Regions from separate parts of the Mus musculus genome. Here region 2 is linked to region 1. Evidence: chromatin contacts called from public Hi-C data. All regions are on one chromosome and are shown on one strand. The core of a region is the stretch at or near the end of the contact, and the rest is flanking DNA. Distances in the headings are between cores, read along the strand shown. Region 1 overlaps Erg (ETS transcription factor). Region 2 has its middle 17 kb from the start of 1600002D24Rik.

Region 1 (5,657 bases), core at 877-3,376:
AGACGGCCCTGAATTTTCTTAAAGACCCATCCTGAGATGAAGGCTCTACCCTTGTATCCTAGCATTCTCCCAACGTCTATCTAATTTCATCATATTGGGTTTCTTCATGTTGGCTCAGTGAGGAGCTGCCCCGTGCTGGCCATGGCAGGGCCTGATAATCTGGCTCTTTTTACTTTCATGGACCCTATGGCTTGGTAAAGGTGAGCTCACTGCTGCAAAGGTGATATATGTAGACTTGATGAACAAAGCACTGGGTTTGGCAGGACACGGAGGCTCTGCTGTTTCTTTCTCACCTGCCTTCCTCCATTCTCCTCAGCTTCCTGCCATCTTTGTTCCTATGGGCACCGTTATGTAAAAGAGGGGACACAGGGCTGTGTCCTCGCTAGGGCTGCTGAAAGGCTGCTGCTAGGGGAAATGCCTAGCTTTGGCATCTTCTGTCTTGAAAGTGAAGTCCTTTCAGTTGATCAGAATTTACATATTTTAAGATATAAAAAATCCAAAGCTTGGGGTGGGAGACAGTTCAGAAAAGTGCTTTGGATGCAGTCTCCAGGGCCTGAAGTTGGATCCCCAGAATCTCTGTAAAAGCCGAGCACACAGCATAGCGCACACCTCTAATCTCATCCCTGGGTCATGCAGAGACAGGTAGGACTTGCCTTGGTCTCCTTAGCAAGATAGCATTGCCTAATCGGTGAGCTGTCCGTCCTAGTGAGAGACCCTGCCTCAAAATACAAGAGAGAAGTAGACTGAGGAATGACACCCAGTATCAACCTCTGGCTTCCACATTATGTACACACATGTACATAATATCACACAAATAGAAATACAGAAACACAACACATAAACCACACACACTGCATATACATACACAGAAATACACACATACACACACACAGAGGAATATACACAGACATCCATACTACATAAACAGGGAGACACAGGAAGACACACAAACATACATACGACATACATAAACACACAGAGACACATGTACAACATACATAACACACAGAGGCATATACACATACTCAAGGAATACATACACACGCATACATACCATACATAACACACACAGAGACATACACATGTATACAGGGAATACACACAAACACACAGACACATGCACACTATAAATAATACATATACATACACAAGAATAAACACAGACACACTCATGCGCAGACACACTCACACAGACACACACATTCACACGCACAGACACACACAGATATACATACCTACCTACCTACATACATACATATATACAGACACACAATGCAGACATACACACAGACACATAGATGCACACAGACACACACAGAAATACACACAGATACATACAGAGAGATGCACACATAGATGCACACATGTATGCATGCACATATGCAAACACATGCAAACACGCAGACATACACACAGACACACACAAATGTATAGACACACATGCACATGCACACACACAGACATACAGAGATACACACAAATGTACAGTCATGTGTGTACACACAAAGACATATACACATACAGACACACACAAATACACACATGTGTACACACATACATACACACATATGTACATACACACAAATATACATACCCAAAAATGGACATACACATATGTGTACGCATGCGCGCACTTATACACACACACACACACACACACACAGAACCCCAGAATGATTTCAGTGATTACTTTCTTTCGGAAAAATGTATTTCAAACAAAGCTAAAGAAACTCAAAATGGAGATGCTGTGTGTGAACTTCGTTGTGGAACTTTAGAAGTTGCATTCTGTAGAATATTCTAGTCCCCAGTGAGAATCCCTCCACAGAGTTTGGATTTCCCTCTAGTTTCCAAGACCCAAATGGGCACAGTCTTGCTGATAACCATTTTCAGCTATAAATAGAGGCATGTATTTAAATAATTAAACTCATCGGGAAATGTCAAGTCCCTTTTGGGAGACAAAGAATGAACTGTTGTTGAGTTAGCGATTAATTAATTTTGCCTTCAGCTGCTTGAGAAAGGGCTAGGAATAGGGTTGTTCAGAAGAGGCAGAGATCCCAGGTGTAAGAGAATATTTAGCCAGAGTAAAAATAACACGCAGCTGAGAAGACAGACATGTATAGTTCAGGCTGAGCCCGGAGTCGCACATGAATCACGCCGAGCCCCACCCGCTGCTCCGCCGTGGGCTCTGAAGCAGCTTTTCCACTGCATCTGATTCAGAAATAAAACAGGCCCACAAATTACACCAGAGCTGGCCAGACAATCCACTCCTTGTCTGAAGCCCTAAAAATACCTTTTGTGGGGACTTGCTTTCATTCACACTGTGAAACCTGGGTAGGGTGGTTTGGTTGATTAACAGCACTAGGCAGGGGCTTTGGGGGAGGTTAGACTGGATTACACTACAGTGAGATCGGACCTGAGACTCATCCCAGTTACACTCCAGTGGGACCCAGGCCTGAGACTCATCCCAGTTACACTCCACTGGGATCCGGTCCTGAGATGCATCCTCACTCAGCCTGTCCTGTTTGGAGTAGGGGTGAGAGTGGTGGGCCAGTCATGACAGTGACCCTTGTTACCTCTTAGGAAAAATCTGAAAATCGAGCTTTTCTGTACCTCCATGAAACTTTATTAAAGTGTGTGGGTTCTGAAGATTGAACCTGGGTCCTTGCAAGCACTTTACCAACTGAACCATCTCCTCAGCCCATCAGCACCATGTTCTTCCTATGGTATCATAACCTAACAGTTGCAGATGGCGTTTAGAGACTGTGACATCTAATAGCTAGTTATAAGCAGGAAGTTGTGTGATGGAAAACAGAAGAGCTACTGAGGTGCAGTGAAGAACCAGGTGTCAGCAACACAAGCATACGTATGTACACACACATGAATACACATGTGCACACATGTATATATGCATATACACACATACATGCACACCCATACATATATGCATACACATACACACGCACACATACATACATATGTACACATGTACATATGTTACACATGTACACATACACATGTACATACATGTACAGGTGTATAAACATGTACACACACACATATATATATATATTCATGTGTACACATATGCACATGCACACATAACAATACACATGTACATATATATACCTATATGCATGCATATACACGTATATACCTGTTCATGCTGCTGTGTTAATTTTTTACAGTGTTTGTCAGTTTTTGCATTTACTTTATATGTTTCATCTAAGGGAATCATCACCAAAGCATCAAGGTGATATTCAGTCCTTTTTAGAAATGGTTACTCAGTCAAAGTCAACCACGGATGGTCACCACTGGTTTTCTAGTTCTCAGACGAGGGCTTCCTAACTTTCCACAGTTGTAAGGGAAGCATCCTGGGGTTCACCTGGAGAGATTTATCAGAAATTGATACAGTCAGTCATTCACCAGTTTCAAAGACACTGAGAAAATACAATTCTAGAGACGGAGAACTGGAAGTGAGTTTGGCAGGTTACAGCAGATGCTAGGTGAATTAGAGCAGAGACTTCAGCACTGAAGGCAGAGGAAGGAGAGAGAGCACAAGAAGAGAAGTTGTAAGGATGTACAATGTACTCGAGCATGTGTGTGCATGTGTATACATACACATGTGTGTGCGCGCACACATGTGTGCCTGTGTACATGTGTGTGTGCATGCATGTATTTGCATGCACATGTGCATGCATGTACATCCTTGTTTGTGTGTGTGTGTGTGCATGTGCACATATGTGTAGGACCCCTGCATGTAAATGCATGTCGAAACCAGACATGCTTCCTCATGCTTGGACATCATTCTACAAGCACCATTCACTTGATTCATTATTTGAGGCAGGTTGTCTCACTGGCCTGGGGCTCACCCACTAGCCTAGGCTGGCTGAGCAGTGACCCAGGGATCTCTCCATCTCTACCTCTCCTATGCTGGCTTTCCACTTAGGTTCTGAGGATCAAGATCCAATTCTTCATCCTTGTAAGGCAAGCTCTTTACAGACTGAACTATCCTCAGCTCTTAGCATGTGGTCATTCTGGCATGTAAACTAAAGGGGCTTCTCCAGTCCAGTCTGGCCCACTGAGGACAGGGACACTGATGTCCCCTTGCCCCTGAGGTGCTGCCTGGTCTGGAAGGCTGCATGCATACTTGTGGGTGAAGGAAAGAGAGCAGTTACCCAGCCCCTGCTTGCTGGGACAGCTGTGGAGGATACTTATCCCTGTGGCTCAGGGACCAGGGCAGGATGGACCTGGCCCACTTGCCTTTGTCTTTGGGAAGGAGAACTCTGATGTAGCAGCAGCAAGGACATTTTGAAAGCACAGCTGTGGGACAGAGAACAAAGCAATGGAGAGTCTCCTCACTGTACAGATTTGGTGAGTTGCCTCCACCCACGAAAAACAAAGATGCCTCGGGTTCCTGGGTTCTACCTTGGCTGACGCCGGACTGTGTGTAGGGCCCAGTGTCTCCCCTAGCTGTCCCAAAGGTAGGGTGAACCACAGGATGAAGGTGGCTAGAGAACTCATGTTTGAAGACAGTGACATTCTTGTATGAATGAGGGCCATTAACACCCACAGGGTGGTGGCAGGTGACACAGAATGGATGATGGCCGTGCTTGGTCTGGCTCATGGTCCTGGCTCTGCCATTTTACTGTGAGAGTGTCCCATGATGGAATCTACCCTTCTTTAAGCAGACACCATGTGAGGAAATAGATGGCAGATACCAAATTTACTTTGTTTTTCAAATACCAAAAGACCTTATTTTATATATCACAGTGTGTTTTTCTGGGCTTATTACCTCTTCTTAAAACTCTGCCTCAGTTCCACACAGGTGCCCCCAATCCAGTCAACAAAATAAAACGTCCTGACCATCCTGCTCCTCTCCAAAGGGGAGAGGTTTTGGAAAATATCCAATACTGGGGAAAGAGAGTCTCCGGAGAATCCGCCCAACAGCGTCTCATATGTGTGGATTCACCAGTGGAGTTGCGGCATGTGCTGGTGGAGATCTTAGTTTAGGACCTCAAATAGGAGTTTAAATAACACTTCTAGGATGGGCCTTATAGCTTTGGGCAGGTCATCCAGTCTGTCCCTGCTTTATCTGTGACTCTGCTGTTTACTAGGTAGGTTCCTCAGCACTTGGGGACAGGATACACTCGCTTGGAGAACTGTGAGACTTTGCTTTTGTGTCTTAGTCAGGGTTTCTATTCCTGCACAAACATCATGACCCAGAAGCAGGTTGGGGAGGAAAGGGTTTATTCAGCTTACACTTCCACATTGCTGTTCATCACTAAAGGAAGTCAGGACTGGAACTCAAGCAGGTCAGAAAGCAGGAGCTGATGCAGAGGCCATGGAGGGATGTTCTTTACTGGCTTGCTTCCCTGGCTTGCTCAGCCTGCTCTCTTATAGAACCTAAGACTACCACCCCAGAGATGGCACCACCCACAAGGGGCCCTCCCCCCTTCATCACTAATTGAGAAAATGCCTTACAGCTGGATCGTGGGGCATTTCCCCAACTGAAGCTCCTTTCTCTGTGATAACTCCAGCTTGTGTCAAGTTGACACACAAAGCCAGCCAGTACACTTTTCAAAATTTATTTTTAAATTTATGTATATGTGTGTCTTTATGAGTATGTGCTTTGTGTGTGTGCTTTGTGTGTGAGTGTG
Region 2 (5,280 bases), core at 1,623-4,122, 550 kb before region 1:
AACTTTTCTCTTAACCCCCTCTACCCCCATCCTTCTCCAGAAGTCCAGAGACACAGAATGGGTCCCCATGTCAGCTAAGCCATGTTTCAGCCTGCGGCCACTTGCATAAACAGTGTATTTTATATTGAGCCAGTTCCTTGCCTTTCAATGTAGCACATTCTAAGGCCAGAAAAGCAGACACCGCACTCCTATCAGGATCTGGTGTTGGTTCTGTTTTTCCTGTGGGGATCTTAGCAGCCTCAACTGCCCCATCTATAGAGATATCCTAGACTGTGTCAGGACACTGCGTGAAACCAGAGAATGCATATGGAATAGTGTCTGGATAGGAAGGCTATAAGGAAGGGATGGTTGATAATATTTTGGGTCCATTTCCTCTGATAGTGCAGGTAATATGTTTTTCCTTAAGTAGAATAGAAAATTGGCTTCTTTGTGCTGTGCTATGTGTGTGTGTTACTGTGTTTATATGTGTGTAATTGTGTATATGTGAGTGTGTGTATGTGTTTGTGTATATTTATATGTATGAGTGTGCGTATGTATGTGTGTTACACGTGCGTGCATGTGGAATAGTTAGTAGACATGCAGGATGGGCAAGAAAACTATAAATCTGTGTGGACTCTCACTTAGAATAGAAATCATGGGCTGGAGAGATGGCTCAGTGGTTGAGAGCACTGACTGCTCTTCCAGAGGTCCTGAGTTCAATTCCCAGCAACTACATGGTGGCTCACAACCATCTGTAATGAGGTCTGGCACTCTCTTCTGGCATGCAGGCACATATGCAGGTAGAACACTGTATATAATAAGTAATCTTTAAAAAAAGAATAGAAGTCACTTTCATGAGCTACAAAATTAAAGACTAGGGCTGACAGGTAAGGAGGAGGCAGGGTCATCTTAGTCATTAGAGTGCTTGCTGTGTAAATCTCTCTCTCTCTCTCTCTCTCTCTCTCTCTCTCTCTCTATATATATATATATATATATATATATATATATATATATATATATATATCTTTGTCTCTCTCTCTTTCTATCTCTCCCTGACTCTCCTTTAGGTCTAGTCTTTTTGAATCAAGGGAAGTGACTTTCTATTTCAAGTGGCTGTCCCCACAGTGCTTTCCTGCCCATCAGTGTCTGCTCCAGTCTATACCATGTCTCAGCCCAGGGTCATGCTGTGTAAACACCTGGCACCATGTTCCTCCCATGGTCTGATTTTTTTTTTTAAGCAAAGTATCCAGAAGGGGAGAGAGTATTCTGAACAGATCAAACAAGCAATAAAACCAGCCATTGTCCTCGAGGGTCTTAATGGAAGACTCTCTTCTATTCTCCAGTGTCTCTGTTGGCATTTGATCAGTGCTGGCTGACCTATTGGCATACATACACAAATTACTAAGCACATGGGCAGTGGTGGTCATTCTCCATTCTGCCAAGATACTTCTGAGCGAAGGCTGGCTCCTGCAGCTTCTGGGAAATAGCTGTTGAGGATTTAGGAGTGTTGCCACCTGACTGTTAAACTATCAATGGCTGGACATTGGCCAGTGTAGGCATACTTACATCATGGAACTTGAAACAGCTTCACATAGGGGATTTGATTTTCTTCCTAGGGAATCAGTTTATCAGCATTCCACCATAATTCCCCCACCCCTCCCCAGCCACATCAACTTCCTTCTGTCCCTCTTCTGTGAGACAGAGTCTCTCTATGTAATCCAGGCCTTGAACTCTAAACCCTCTGCTCCTATCCCTAAAGAGCTGGGATTGCAGATGTGAGGCACCACATACTGCTTTGTCTTTTACCATCTATCACCCGAGAAAGTCACATTGTCTTCCTAGCCTTGTGCAGAGGGGAAACATTCAACATTCAACAATGCTTTTCTTGGTCCTGGGATACTTTGCCTCCAAGAAGAATGAAAAGTTGCTTTGGTCAAAGCTGGGCCACTGGAAAGGATCTGGCTGGTTCTGGGCAGGTATATAGTAGGATTACAGATGATCCAGCCTCCTCTCCTACAGCTCAGCCTGGAGATGCAGCTCAGAGGGTAAAGGTTTTTGTGAGTGTCGCACTGTGAGTTTGACTGTCACCTTTAGATAATTCTATGGCTTGAAGAAACAGAGGCAGGAATGTGAGCTTGGGTTTGCATGCAGGGAAATTTTCCTCTGGAAAAGAACTTGTCATCTGGGGTGATGATAGAAGACCTTCATCTTGCAGCCTGGCTCACTTTCTAGCTGGGTTTTGGCTCTGCCAACCCCAAGATTAGAATCGGGGTTTCTCAAGGAGTAATTCATTTTTGGAGTGCTCCTTGTGTTCTGAAATTTCAGCATGCCAATGCTAAACGATTCCTTGAGGGAGAACAATCCTCCCTTCAGACACTCCAAGGCTAACGTGGTTGAGATTGACAGATAGGCAAAACATTGAGAAACTTGGCTTTTTTTCTTTTCAAAATATATTTAACTTCAGTAAGCTGTAAGCCAAGCCCCTCGCAGATGGCAGACAACTTAATTGCTGTGGTCAACTTGTCTGACATTTTTTGGATGGTGTTGGGTGCTATAGTAATCCGCTGAAAACAGATCTCAGCCCACACAAAGGCATGCACAGGGTTTAGCATCTCCACTTGGCCGCCGGAGCCCCTGTTCATGGGTGCACCATCCCCCACTTCACCAACCAAGCTCTGGTGCAACTTGCAAACACAGCGTGTATTTCTTGGATAGAAAATTCAAGAGAGGCCCAGGACGAACTGAGTCAGCACTGTTGTTTCTTCATGGGAGCCTTGAGACAGTGGTGACCTCAGCTGGCTGTGTTTCTATTTAATCCGTCTTCCCACAGTTGGCTTGGGTTCTGGGCCTCCAGTGTCACTTTCACATCTTGTCCTCAAGGTGGCGCTAGATGTGCGTTGTAATACGGGCGTTGGGCGCCTTTTTTTTTTGGACTGGCTTCTAGGTGTGAGGCATTACGCATTTTCTGCTCTTTGTACCCGTGTACTATAAAGGCTGTTCTCTGAGCCCGTGATTTCTGATTCCACATAGAGGGTATAATTTGGGGGATGTGAGGAAACGTTCAGTTTGAACACTGCAGTGAGTCACCGAGCTTATGGCCACCTTCCCAGCAGAGTTAAAAATAAAGCACCATAGCATATCCATGTTTACATCAACGATCTCTGTTTATAGTAAACACACCGAGAACAGGCAGCAGTCAGTGGTCCATGCTCTCGTGTTCTCTCTCTCTCTCCCTGCCCTTCTCTGGCTCCTCAGGGGTTTCTTCCATCACGCTTCACACGGGTGTTTGAGGTAGGGTCTCTCACTGAACCTAGAGTTTGTTTTCTGGTAGCCTGGCTAACCACTGCAGCCCCTGGATCTCTCGGATCACACCTACCTGTGCCTGGCTCTTACATGCGTGCTAGAGACATGAACTGCAGCAAGCACTTTATCCATATCCACAGAGTCATCCCCCTGCCCTTTCTGACACATCTTTGGAATAGATGTGCTCTGGATAGTTAGTTGCTGGTTCAGGGGACACTGCCCCACAGATTAGGTTCCAGTTTAGAAAGGAGGTTCTCTGCCCGGAACACATGACAGTTGCTGGGCAGCCTGGGACAACACACAGGTCTGGGCCCCTTACTCAGAGGAGTCACCTGTGGGGTCTGGTGTCGTCACTGTGGTATCAAGGGTAGCAGGATGCTCAGATTTGCACTGCATTAGCTGTGTGACGTATGCAAGCCACTCCCTCATAAAGCCTTACTTTATAAATTATACACGTGATAAGGGTACATGGGTTGGGGACTGGGAAGATGGCCCAGTGGGTAAAGGACTTGCCACACAAGTGTGAGGACATGACTTCAGATTCCCAGAAGCCCATCAAGGTAGCCTGCATCTATAATCTCAATGTTCCTACGGTGAGATGAGAGGCAGAGACAGCAGCAAGAAGCTTGGAGGCCAGCTAGCCTGGTGTGAACTGCTAGCCTGGTGTGCACTGCTAGCCTGGTGTGCACTGCTAGCCTGGTGTGTACTGCTAGCCTGGTGTGCACTGCTAGCCTGGTGTGCACTGCTAGCCTGGTGTGAACTGCTAGCCTGGTATGAACTGCTAGCCTGGTGTGAACTGCTAGCCTGGTGTGTACTGCTAGCCTGGTGTGTACTGCTAACCTGGTGTGCACTGCTAGCCTGGTGTGCACTGCTAGCCTGGTGTGTATGGCATACAAGAGACCAGTCTCTAAGAAGGTGGAAGATAAGGACTAATATCTGAGGTTGTTCCCTGGTGCAACATACCACACACATACTCTGGTACATGCCTGCTTGCACCCCATTCAATACACACACAGATCACACACACTCACACATACACAAGCACTTACACATGCAAACCACACACATATACCACACACACACATACACAGCCCACACCACACTACACATACACACCCATACCACATTACACATACATGTAGCATACATATACTGTACACATTTCACAAACAGGTCACACACACATACCATACCACACACACGCTACATACACAGTCACATCTATACCACACATACAAACCACATACACATATATCACAGCACACACCACACACACACACACACACACACACACACACACGCACGCACGCACACACACACACACACACACACACACGCACACACACACACACACACACTACTCAGGAACATGGAAAGAGTGATTAAGATGAGGCTGTCCAGGGTCTCTGATCAGCCATGACAGTTGTCCCTTTAGGTGGGGTCAGGATCTGGATCCACACAGGGGACAACCACATGAGAACACAGGGAGAAGGTGACAAAGTATAGGAAGAGGCTTCATCAGAAGCCAGATCAGGGAAGGCAGAGGTGAGGCGTGCAGGTGCGGACAGAAAGCCTCTGTCCGAGTGAGGGGGTAAGAGTTGATATCCGCTGGGTGCTAAAGACTGTAAGCCACGAGTAAGCCCAACCAAAAAGGCTTAAGTAGCAAGTCAGTACAGCACATACCTCACATGCCTCACCCTGCTGCAACTCACTCACTGCGGACTTCAAAGACCGGGGCTTCTTCCTTATTCCTGCTGCTGTCTCTTTGGGATGGCTGCCGCTTTGTCTGGCTGCAAGATGGCTGCTCCTACCTCTCCGAGGCAGGTCTTCCTTCTCCCATGTGGCTCTTTACCAGGAAGGGATAGTTACTGCTTCCCAGCCCCAGGGCTCCTTGGTCAGTCTGGGGCACTGAGTCCCTTTATGGCCAGTCTGGGCACTTTCTCAGACTCATTGGGATCACACTGCACAGCCCCTCCCCCTACCTCTGGGAGAGCAGAG

What was found. A called contact is a pair of places that touch in the nucleus more often than the background predicts.
Region 2: a Hi-C map of cortical neurons shows a contact between it and region 1, with 2.9 times the contacts expected there. The contact joins two enhancer-like sites. A contact is called at or near these places in 1 of 15 datasets of contacts at CTCF or cohesin (large pre-B cells), 2 of 484 Hi-C or Micro-C datasets (both in cortical neurons), 1 of 115 datasets of contacts at active chromatin or transcription factors (large pre-B cells) and 1 of 9 other capture datasets (embryonic stem cells).

The regions. Positions count from the first base shown.
Region 1 is chr16:95,395,665-95,401,321 of GRCm38.p6, reverse strand. All of the region lies in intron 3 of Erg (ETS transcription factor), which reads left to right. Among named protein-coding and RNA genes, the nearest start is that of Erg, 130 kb to the left of the region's middle. Within about 2 kb of position 2,126, at least 26 of the 459 cell types and tissues checked have an H3K27ac peak or open chromatin away from gene starts, as enhancers often do. A contact at or near this core is called in cortical neurons, where this site is marked.
Region 2 is chr16:95,943,178-95,948,457 of GRCm38.p6, reverse strand. No RefSeq gene overlaps it. Among named protein-coding and RNA genes, the nearest start is that of 1600002D24Rik, 17 kb to the right of the region's middle. Within about 2 kb of position 2,872, at least 58 of the 459 cell types and tissues checked have an H3K27ac peak or open chromatin away from gene starts, as enhancers often do. A contact at or near this core is called in cortical neurons, where this site is marked.